Regions from separate parts of the Mus musculus genome. Here region 2 is linked to region 1. The links are chromatin contacts, called in public Hi-C maps. All regions are on one chromosome and are shown on one strand. The core of a region is the stretch at or near the end of the contact, and the rest is flanking DNA. Distances in the headings are between cores, read along the strand shown. Region 1 overlaps Slit3 (slit guidance ligand 3). Region 2 overlaps Slit3 (slit guidance ligand 3).

Region 1 (5,812 bases), core at 2,315-4,814:
TGATATTTAAATGTGAGCCGTAATGAGAGCTATAAAACATTTACGATAATGGCAATTATTCCAGAGCTCAAATGACTAAACACAGTATTCACACTTTCATGATTTGTTGCTTGAGTCTGGCGGCCCGGGGATGTCAGAAGGTTGCTAACCTCTTAGACACACTGATTGCACTGGAAGCCACGGTTGCCGGTTTGCTAAGAAACACCAGATTCTTTTGATTTCTGGTCTTGGCAGCTTTGGCCCAGGGAGGGAGCACCACGCTCTGTCTGGCTCTTAGGTCCTGCCTAAGCAGCTGGCATTCAATGGGAGAGCTGGCATGAGGGGCAGAGCCGGTGAACATGGGCCTCAAAGGCAGAGCCCTCGTTAGAGTCTGGCTCTGCCGTTTATAGCCTACGCCACTGTGGATAACTTTCAGGATCTCATTACTTTTCTCCTTTGCAACCAGGAGTAATAATGATCTCACAGAGCATGAGCCTCTTATACAGAGGTAGGCTCTAGGCTGTGGCTCTGGATCTTACCCTTCGGTCCCTCTCACTGAAGGGTGGAAAGGTAAAGTGTGGGCCTTGCACTCATGGGAAGTTGAGAATATGCCTAGAAGTCACACCAGTTCCTCTATTGACTTAAATCCAAGCAAGTGTGATCGCAGGGATATGTGTGTAAGGCTTCCTGCTGCTGCTGTAACAGATGACCATGACGCTGGAGGCTTGGATATATTCTCCTACAGTCTGGAGACCCTAATTCTAAAGAGGGTCCAGGAGAGTGCACTTTCTGGGGAGTCTTTGGGGTGGAAGTTTGTTTTCTCGATATTGTAACTTGAAGGGAAGTCTACATTCCACACGCCCTTCCTTGGGTCATCTCTTTGCCCATAAGATCTTTACTTTGGTCTCATTTTCACCCTTTGACCATTGAGTGTGACCCCCACAGAGTTCTGAGATGAGGATGTTGGGATGGGGAGGCCGCTATGTAGCCAACCACTAATCCCTTGAAATAAGGTAAATAGAGCACTTAGTACGGGGGTGGTGGAGGGGGTGGGGCTCAGAACTGAAATCCAGTGATTGTCACTGCTGTTACTATGGCTTTTGGTCAGACCTTTCTACCATGGCTTTACAGAGTCTCATTTGGTACAGCTAGTACTCTGAAGTCAGGATGAGTAGCCCCACGTTGGAGACGAGCAGTCAGAGGCTAGGGTTAGGGTTAGGGTTAGGCTAAGGGTCCTGCGTGGGCAGCACACTAGCTGTTGGTGAATTCTGGACTGGCTGTTCTTTCTTTCCTGACTCAGCCACTGCCGTTTGCTTTTCGGCAAGCTTGCCACTGAGGTAAAGTCCTTATCTGTCCTCACATCTACTCTGGACCTAAAGCTAGGAAATCTGCCCCACCCTCCTGTCACCTCATGTTTTACAAGCCTTAGCAGCAGAAAACAAAAGGCTCCCCCTGCCAATGCCCCACTCCACTTCCCCACAGTTGGTTGACTCTGTGCTACAGTGACCTTGTCATCCTCATGTATTTACCGCCATTCCCCTGAGAAGCCACGCTGGGTCCACCTTCAGCCACTTTGCTCTTTGGAAGCTATGCAGAGAAATCGTTCTTCTTCCAAATTATCCAGAGAAGATTGGAGGTTTCTTCTCTAAGTAAATACCATTAAGTCAGCATTTTGCTTTAGGGTTCAAGCTCACATCTGGGGTTACATTTATCCTGTTAATTTTTTTTCTATGTGGACGAGTATTTTGCTTTAATGCCTGGTGCCTGTGGCGAGCAGAAGGCGGCACTGGATCCCCTGGAACTGGAATTAGAGATGGCTGTAAGCTACCGTTTCGGTACTAGGAATAGACTCGGACCCTCCGGAAAAGCAGTCAGCGCTCTAGTCCACCAGCCCATCTTTTCCAGATAGGATTCTGTTAATTTCAGGATATCTGGGCCTCCCCCATTTTCAACCACTCCAAAGGACACTTGGTTCCTAAAGGGCACGGCAACCTCAAGCCTATTGGAAACATCTCTCCTCCTCACAAGGTTGAAGTGACAGTTCACCCCTTTCTATGTCTCTCTTATTAGGTCCTTACTCCACTATAAATGCTGTCTTCAATGCTGAGGTCTGAATGCCAGCCCATTGGCCCTTAGGCTCTGTTATACTTGGAGCACAGCCGTCTAATAAAAGTGACCAATGCCACACTTGCCTGTGGACCCTGTGATTGTGAGCATTAGAAAGGGTCTATTAGATTCTTTTATTCCAGGGGCAGCTGCTCTCCCAGCATCTTCATGGCGGTTCACTACTGTTTGTAACTCTGGTTTGAGGAAACCTGATCTCTCTTTCTCTATATACATATACATATACATATACATATACATATACATATACATATACATATACATATACATATACATACACACACACACACACACACACACACACACACACACACACATATATAGCAGTTGAAACATCCATAGACATATAAATAATACAATTAATTATTTTTTTCAAGCCACAAAGGATTAGAGAGTTCACTATTTCTACCATAAGGCACATATAATATTCGGGTGCCCTGCAGTTTCTAAGTCAAATGTTGGGATACTGTGGCAAGACAGGGGCTCACCCATAACAATGAATGCACAAGGGCATAATGCTCATGGCAGTTAGCTCCAGATGCTGGAAACAGGCCAAATCCCACCCCATAAGCAAGCTTTTGTCAATAAAGTTCCATTTGTTTAGTTTTGCGCTGTCTGCGACATTCAGGCTTTATGTGAAGCCTAAAATATTTACTATCAGGCTCTGCCATTCTGATCCTGTGTCTGCCAGGGAATAAGTCCTAGTAAGCCAGAGCTATTCAGGAAAACTAGGGGATTAGGTCAAAGGCATTATTAGAACTGAGAAACAAAAAAAGGCCCAAATAATTCTAGGAATCCAATGGTGGTAATTAACAGATCCAAAGGCGGAGAGTTAAACTCCTAGCCAGCACACCATGCTCCCATCCTGGACTGACCTGAGAGCTTCAATGCTTGTAGTGTTATGTGGGGGCCAGGGCCGATACAAGGTGTATCCACACTGGGCTAGATAAGGAACTGAAGTGGGAAGTGATTCTCAGAGCACGGACCAGTGACATCACCTAAGAATGTTAGCCATGCGTCTAGGTCCACTCAGATCGTCTGAGTAGAAATCTTGGGGCAGACTGCCACGCAGTCCATATTACCGACTCCTCCAGAGGCTCCTTACACAAGCCACTTCTTTTTGTTCTCCTGGGGCTCAAAACACAGGGTTTGAGGCATGCAAGACAACACGACACTACTGATTTCCTCCCCCAGACTTTTGTTTCTAGTTTAAGTTCTGAGACAGGATCTCAACAAGTTGCCCAGGCTGCCCTTGAATTTGCAATGCTCCTGCCTCAGCCTCCCAAGTAGCTGTCATTATAGGTGTGTGCCACCACACCTGGCTAACGTCACAATCCACACTCACTGAACAAAGAGGGGAGCTGAGAACAGACTCTCCTGCCGGTAAGTATGCAGGTCAGTATACTGGACAACCGAAGACCTATCTTATGGCAGGGATGGTGCTTTCCCAATTAGGAACAGGAGGCTGTAACCACCACTGGGGACATCTGGTGTGGCTTCTGCCCTCCCCCTGCCCTGCCCCCAGCTCTTTATTGGTCTCTGCTGGGTGCCCATGTGCAGTTCTCTCTTGAGTCAGCAAGATAGCCATCTTTGATCTAAGGAGCTCTGACCAGCTACATCCACTCCACCCTGGCAACCTTAATAAGGCTGACATTTCCCTCTGTCTCCTCCCATTAGGCCATCGCTTTATCACTCTGAGCTTTCTTGGCTCTGGGTGTAATCTGCATGTTGTGTGTCCATAACACCATGTAATTGGCTCTAATGCAACAATATTATCTGTGAGCTATTGTGCGAGTGTATCACATAATTACAAAAGCAGGCATCTGTGGTGAATGCAACTATGCAGCCTCCCCCTGGGCCAACTTTCCTGGGTTCTGAGAACCCCTCTGATAGTCACCCCCTCCAGACAGCCAGACTCCTAGGATCTGATGGACTCGCTCGGTAGACTGGCCCATTCATTCTCTGCCTCCAAGCAGAATTCTTCTCTCTCCCTAAGCCCAGATAAGTGAGGTGGCTCCTTCCTCGATGGTCACCTTGGTGAATCAACAGCAGCCACATTTATTTAAAGTGAGCCTGAGCATGGCTGATGTGTCTCATGCCTGAAAGCTAGAATGACCTCCAACAGTGCTTCTGTTGAATTCATAGGATACAGAGGAGCCTGCTGAGTATAAATACTGGGGCTAGACCCTGTGGGAAACATCTAAACTACTGGCAAGGGGGACTGTGAAGCACGGCAGAGGTTCTGGCAGCCTATGAACTTTAAGAGGAGGGACAGGGAGTCCCTGGCTTCCCCTCCGTCTCGATTGGCTCAGGGAAGGCAAAGGGAATGAAACTCAAGTCTTTAGGGCTCTTCCTAAATGGCTGGTTCTCTTCTCTGGCTCATATGTTATAGCAAAATTGGCTGTTTTTCTTCTGGCAACCATCATGCACCAGGAATAAGAAGAACTTGTGGCGGCTGACCAAGTCCTTACACTCCTTGAGATCTTAGGAGTGGAATCTTGAAGTGAGTGTTTGCTCACTCAGCTCTTAGCAGCGTGCTCGTGGCTTGTCTCTGCAGACTTGGTCCTCAGAGAGTATACGCTGATGCCCGCTGAGCCCACTGAACTTGAGATAGACACCTGTAACTAAGCCTGTACCCGACTATGGCTACCCCAGGCACCCTTCAACAGTCAGCCTTTGTGAATGAAGCTCTCTCTACTGTTTCTCTTATAGGGAGGCGGGATTCACCGTCTCTCCTAGCTCTGTACTGTTTCTAACGCTCTAGCCAACTCTAGAAGTCAGGAAGGAAGAAGAGATGGTGGTTAATCCTTTGAGAAAATCTCAAACAAATGCTAAATGTTCTCTCACCATCTCCCTCATTTCTGCTGCTGAGCTCAACCTGTCCGGAGAGAATAGTGCTTTGAGGTAGGACTGCCCAGACTTGCCAGTGAAGGTGACCATAATGACAGACAGTCACAATAGCAGTAATGATGCTGACACCATGCCTGCACGGCCTGGGCACTGTGCACACACTATCTCATTTCTTTCTCCTAACACCCAGTAATCCAAACCTTATGCTCATTTGTTACCCCACGGGAACTGTGCCCGGTATACACACTGCCATGCTGTAGAGACTGTTCACGGCCAGGTATGTCATCAGGGTCTGTAGTTATCAGTATTACATGGTGAAGGTGGGTTATATTGCTTTGTGCTGGACCCTCTTCACTGTGGTTGACATGTCAGGGGCAAGGCTCACTGCTGAGGCTGCTCAGAGAAAACAGCCCTGCTCTTGTTGTATGAAGAGGAAGAGCTACAGCAGTGTGGGGGAGCCATTGAGGCTACACGAAGGAGAAGATAATTGTGACCCAATGCCTTTTAAAGAAAAGGCTTGGTCAGGTCAATAGGTGAAAATGTTACCAAAAGTCATCACGGCCCATGTAGTTGTCTAAGCCGAATGGGCATTTACAAACACACCACAGAACCAAAAGCTCCTTAACCTAAGCCAATCTTTCTCCTACTGGACTGAGAAGTAGGGCTCTGCGGTCAGACGAGGCAGGAGAAGGATGACAGGCAGTCACCGAACCTCCACTACCTGCTCTCGGCTATCCTGGGTGCTACGGAATACCACGTTCCCTGATCTCCCTGTGGATCGTTTAAATTAAAGCTCATAACCATTGTGTGGGCATATAATGAAAGCAACTGATGCCGCACTGATTGGACCATTACTCTC
Region 2 (5,812 bases), core at 956-3,455, 110 kb before region 1:
ACATGCGATGCGTTTTTAGCCTTGTTACAGCTAGGCTGGAGGGCTCGAGAGTTTCCTTTTACAGGTGGAAGGGCAAGGTTTAGGGAGAGCCAGTCACTAGGGTAGACCAGGCTGGGTTCTGTTTTTAGCTTTGTGCTAAGGTTCGGTGCTTTGTAAGTGGTAGAGCGTGGGTAAGCCCTAGCATTTACAAATCTTAGTTGACCTTTCAAATGAGGATAAAGACTGATGTCTCTGGATGATTAAGCATGCTGAGATAATACAGTCCAATTACTTCATTCAAGCCTTGCAGAAGACCAACAGCAATGGCATCCTTAGACAACTCTGGTTTCCCAAGGCAGTGTAGCAACATATATGAAAATCCTTGACACTTGTGAACCGAGTTCCAAATAAAAAGCAGCAGTGTACCATAGGCTAATCTCACTCTCCAGTATGAGGGATGGAGCAGCTTGCAAGAGGGAAGGTAAAGATGGGGATGTGTCAGCTTATCACGTACTTCCCATACAGTGGGTCCTCTCCTAGGTATACTGCACACATCACTGACCACACATCAATTTCTCCCAACCTGTGGGATGTGTCCTGGTGTCGGGGATGAGAAGGCTGAGGTGAAGTCACTGGTCATGGACAACGCTGCAATCCACACATGCGTCTCTGTAATTCCAGAGCCTGAGACTCCTTCCCCTCCACTGAACACATATGCACAGGGCTCACTGGATCTGCAGTTGAGCAATCTCTGTGCTTGGACTCTAGGCTACACTTAAGGCTTAGGGACAGATGGTTTAAAAAGGAGTCCTTGGGCTTTCTTGTTCCAGGCCCATAGGTGGCACTCTGACACCATCTGCTAACAGCCAGACAGAAGCGCAGAAAGCCACCAGGTAGCTGTCCCCTGGAAACTGCCTTTCAAGCCTGTCACTGTCCAAGCCCAGTCCCTGAGGACGGATGCAGATGCTGTATCCCTGACACTCAGCCTGTGCATGTGGTGCACAAGATGGGCTACGGGATACCCTGGACTCTTGGCTTGTCCAGAGCATTCAGATCCCATGGATAAGCATTGAGTCGCACCTTGTGGACCCCAGTGAGTCACTGGCTATCTGGGAACCTCTTCAGGGTAAAGGACGTTGGCATTTGGCCTGTATAGCAATAGCCTTGAGTTTTAGTCTCAAATCTATGGAAGCCTGGTTTCTAGTCTTATAAAAGAGGCCTTCTTCATAGGTTTGCTAGGAGAAAGAGTGAGCCAGACACCAAGCATAGAGCCTGACTCAGTCTGCAGGGGGACAGTGTAACACTTGTGGATTGTGCGGGGGCGGGGGGGGGGGTAAAGGTTGTCTTGGAAGTAGCCTGGATTTCTGATAGAATGGATGGGAGAACCTGGTAGTCTCCATCTTTCTGTTGGGTTTGCCAACTATGTGGGTGGCCTTGGAAGCCCCAGATCATTGAGTCTTTGAGTCCCTAATCCCCTTATTCTCTGAAATAGCAGCCAGGATACTGGGTTCAAGGGCTGACTTTTCCCAGAGAGCATTTTGTAATTGCCTGGTTTGTAATCTCCCTGTGACTCACAAACAAAACAAAACAAACAAACAAACAAACCCCCACACAGGTAGCATTTCTATCTCAGCATCCCTGTTAAGATTCCATAGGCCCTGCCTGGTAGGCAATATGGAGGAGACTAGGGATGTTGTTGGCAAATGTCACTTGGCAGGGGTAGGTCACAGTGAATTGTAGTTATCCAGGCTACATTACACAGCATCAGCTGCACAGGGCCTCTCCCTGCAGCCAGGACAATGGAAGAGCCTGGGCACGAGTGGTGGGCGGAGCCTCCCACCTTACCTTGTAGCTGTAGGGGCAGGTGCAGCGGTACTGCTCCACGGGATCCTGACTGCAAGTGCCGTTGTTCTTGCACGGGCTAGAGAGGCAGGCGTTGCACTTGGCCACGATGTTAATGTCCACTGGCCCTGAGTAACAAAACCAGAGAGTGGGTGGCAGCTCTCTGAGCAGGGCACCTCCCCTCACTTCCCCTCTGCTCCGGCTCCCTCCCATGTCTGGGCCCAGAGGGCCGCTGGCTCTCTTGAGGCTGTACATCCTTCTGGAGAGAGTCCCATTAATTCAACGACTGTCCAGTGAGTAAGAATCACAGCGGGACATCATACAGAAGCACTCTGCAGTCAAATCAATTACTGTAATTAGCCTGATCCGATTTGGGTGCTAATCTGCAAACAGTGCACCATAATTAGAACCCTCCTGCGTATCTTCTATTCCAGGAAGTTCGCAGCACAGGCTCTGTGTCGACCTTCTCCTCCTTTGCCCCTGCCAAGCCATTTCCCATAGAATAGCCAAGGAGGGATGCCAAGGCACACACATGGAAGGGCCTTTCTTCAAGACCTTAGGGGTGATGATGTCATACAGAAAGATGCTGATGGGAGCTCTTTGCGTTTGTCATCCATGGAAATGATAACTGCATCTTTTTTTTTTTTTTGGTAAGGTCATGGTCCCCACATAGAGATTTGCATAAAGGGATTATGTCTACTGCTGTAGATAGCTTTGAGCATGAGTTATGGAGACATATAAAGCATACACACACACACACACACACACACACACACACACACACACACACACACACACACACATATATATATATATATATATATATATATATATATATATGCTCTATTTAATATCAGAACTTTAACTAGCTTGGAGCTAACAGTCTTCAACCTGTAGATGGGTTGAGAGTCACTCTGATGAATGACCGTTTGTAGGTAGATGAACAGATTGGCCCCAGGGAGCTCTGAAACCAATAGGTCCAACTTGGGCTCACATCAGAATGAGAGCAACCACCTGCCCGTGCTTGCCTCTGACTGAGGGGTTCCTGGGACACAGAGATTTCTCTTGACACACAAGGACAAGTCAGAACCAGTCTAAATCCTATGCCTAGACTGTAACTCTAGATCCAGAGATTGCTGGACCCAGAACCAATGTTATTTTTCAAGCACTGCGAATCCAAGCCAACTTTATATGTGAGGCAGTTCTACCCAGTTTCAACCCCTGCCCTTGAGTAGGGATTTTTAAACTTCTGCAGGTGATTCCTGTCGAGATTGAGCACCACTATTTCAGGGCTATTTGAGTCCCTCTAGTATCAGATCAGATGTCTCAGAAGCAGGAAGTAGAAAGTTAAAATTAGCTTTAAATCAATGGAATGTTTTCTGCTTTCAGCAGCCACATGGGACACTCTGCGCAGTTTGAAAGGGAAAATAAAAACTGAACATTGAGATTCTCAGAGATGAGCAAAGGGCACTAACAGACGAATGCTCAATGCAGATTCAAGATAGATTCTGAAATTACATTCAGGATGCTTCAAAATTAAGGGCAGATAAAATAGAGGTGATACTCTGCCTATAAAGTAAGACAAAGGAACCTGGTTCTCTAAGAAAAAGACACTCAGGGGGCACCGATGAGAGCCGGAGCCCATTACCAGCCATTTTAGAAATCGATTCTGCAAACTGTTTGAAGACAACGTATTTATAGGGTATCATTGGAGACTCTGACTCTTATCTAAGGATACAATGTTAAACAGAGAAACATCTTCATGCATTCACTGTAAGAGGGAAAATGGAAACACTGGAGATTTTTCACCCAAGAAATAGTTAAGTAGGCTGTGATGGAAGACAGCAGGGCTGTGAGGGTCAGAAGCTCATGTTCTAGAGGTAGGGAGAGTCGGGGTCCTATTGTTGTGTTCTTATGAATTAGTTTGGGATACAGATGTGGCTCAGTGGGAGAGCAAGGTTCTGGGTTTGACCCTCAACCCAAGTGAGGAGAGACTGTTCAACCTCTTTAAGGCTTAGCTGCTCTAAATATTTAACAGGAGGGCATTATAGACATCTACCCATAAAAATGTTGGAGAGTTAATCTGACACAAAAAATTAAATAATATGTTAATATGTTAAATAAGTAATATGTTAATATGTTAAATAAAACGATGAATAAAAACACATCTAACATAGACCCTGTCATATAAACACTTAGGAGTGGATAGTTATAATGAGCCAGTAAAAATAATATGTACAGTGACAAGGTGGCTCAGTGGGTAAAGGTCTACAAAGACTGAGGACCTGAGTTCAGTTCCTGGAGTCCACATGGTGGAAGGACAAAACTATTTCCCACAAGTCGTCTCCTGACCTCCATATATACACTGTACTGGGTATGTGTTTGCACATATGAACACAAGAGAGAGAGAAAATTATTAAAAATTATGTAAAAATTATTAAAAGTCATGTATATAAGAATCTTGAGGCAGTACAATGTGAATGCTAATATTCCTGGGTTAGGAAAGTAGGCTAGAGATGTTCTCATCTATAGACAACATATGGAGAAGGAGCCAGCAAGTACAGTCAGCCCTCTATATTCATGGATCTCTCACAAGCAGATTCCACATCTGAATATTCAGCCAACCACAGACCATAAATATCTGGAACAAAACTGTACCCTTATTAATCATGTACTGGTCATTAGTCCCTAAACAACACAATATAACAACTTTGTATATGGCATTTACAGCGCATCATAAGTAGAGATAAAATATACAGTATATCTATGTTATATGCATGAGATAAGCTGTGCTTTTTGCAAGCCACATGTGCTTAGATGTGAAGGCAGGCAACACCTACCTTTGCACTGGAACCGGTGAGTGGGGGTGGTGAGCAGGAGTCTGTCTGCCATGGACTCGGGGCTGCTGCATCTGGCAATGCCAGGCTCCTTGTATCCAGCCTTTACCCACTCTGATAACCAACGCAGACTGCAGTCACAGTGGAGAGGGTTGGTTCCCAGGGCCCTGGAAGGCAGAAGAGGAAGTTAGGCCCTGCCTGGCCTGGCCTGGCCTGGCCTGGCCCACAGGCTCCTCCCCATCTGTGGCTCTCTGAAAACTCAAGGTTTTAAAACTAAATTAGAGGAGTCTAGTGTGCAGGCTAGAAGATACATCTCCACTAAGAAAAAAAAAATCAAAGTTTCCAGAGTCTATTTCCAATTCAGTAGATGTTCCATTGCGCCTAAGTGACTGCTCTAGACAGAGTGATGTCTGTGCCCTTCAGCAATGGCAGCCACTTCTGAGGCTTTGTTCTTGATGCTCTGGAACATTCTGTCCTGGACTCTCCTATAGTCCTGGCTCTCCAAGGGACACATTCCAGACCTCTGGCCACCTCCTCATGTGACTCTCAAGCAAAGGGTCTGTTAGAAGATTTGTTCTCAAAGAGTTGTTCCAGGACCCCTATTCAGGAAGCAGCTTCAAGTCGGGGAGATTGAAGATATGGGGGTGAGCCATAGCTCACCCCAAACTTCTCCAAAGTGATTGGGAAGAAAACAGTACAATTCATTTTTTAAAATATCCTATTATCTACTATTTCTACTTTTGGTGTACAGAATGCATACATGTCAGTACTGTAGCCTGTGTATACAACATGAAAATAATTAAAATGTATACAGAGGAGGAATACAGTCTTACCATCTTACCAACAGAGGTGGGTGCCTGGGCACTGTCTGAGTGCTAGCTATGGACACTGTCTGAGAGTGCTAGCTATGGACACAGGGCTGGCCTGGGAGTCAGGGGACTGAGCTCTAGGTAAAGTCTCACGGCTTGATGAGAGGCTATCGTTCATGCTCTCAAGTTCCGTGAGTGGAATAAGAAAGGAATACAGCATGGCTGATAATATGCCCACCGGAGTCAAGGCAAACACGTAGCTGCCTACCTGTGGGCTGTGCAGCCTCAGGAAAAATACTTTAACTTTCCTGAGTCTGAATTTCATCATATATAAGAGAATAAAGC

What was found. Hi-C and Micro-C count contacts between places; a contact is called where the count stands out from the background.
Region 2: a Hi-C map of the N1E-115 cell line shows a contact between it and region 1, with 4 times the contacts expected there. The contact joins two enhancer-like sites. A contact is called at or near these places in 6 of 484 Hi-C or Micro-C datasets (the N1E-115 cell line, embryonic stem cells, muscle stem cells and 1 more) and 1 of 9 other capture datasets (pancreatic islet).

Annotation. Positions count from the first base shown.
Region 1 is chr11:35,556,438-35,562,249 of GRCm38.p6, reverse strand. The region is part of intron 6 of Slit3 (slit guidance ligand 3); the gene reads right to left. Among named protein-coding and RNA genes, the nearest start is that of Gm39705, 15 kb to the right of the region's middle. Within about 2 kb of position 3,564, at least 5 of the 459 cell types and tissues checked have an H3K27ac peak or open chromatin away from gene starts, as enhancers often do. A contact at or near this core is called in the N1E-115 cell line, where this site is marked.
Region 2 is chr11:35,660,199-35,666,010 of GRCm38.p6, reverse strand. Slit3 (slit guidance ligand 3) reads right to left here. Exons shown (of 36, transcript NM_011412.3): 25 at 4,662-4,825; 26 at 1,825-1,949. All of the region lies in intron 2 of Gm46278 (a long non-coding RNA gene), which reads left to right. Among named protein-coding and RNA genes, the nearest start is that of Gm46278, 14 kb to the left of the region's middle. Within about 2 kb of position 2,205, at least 7 of the 459 cell types and tissues checked have an H3K27ac peak or open chromatin away from gene starts, as enhancers often do. A contact at or near this core is called in the N1E-115 cell line, where this site is marked.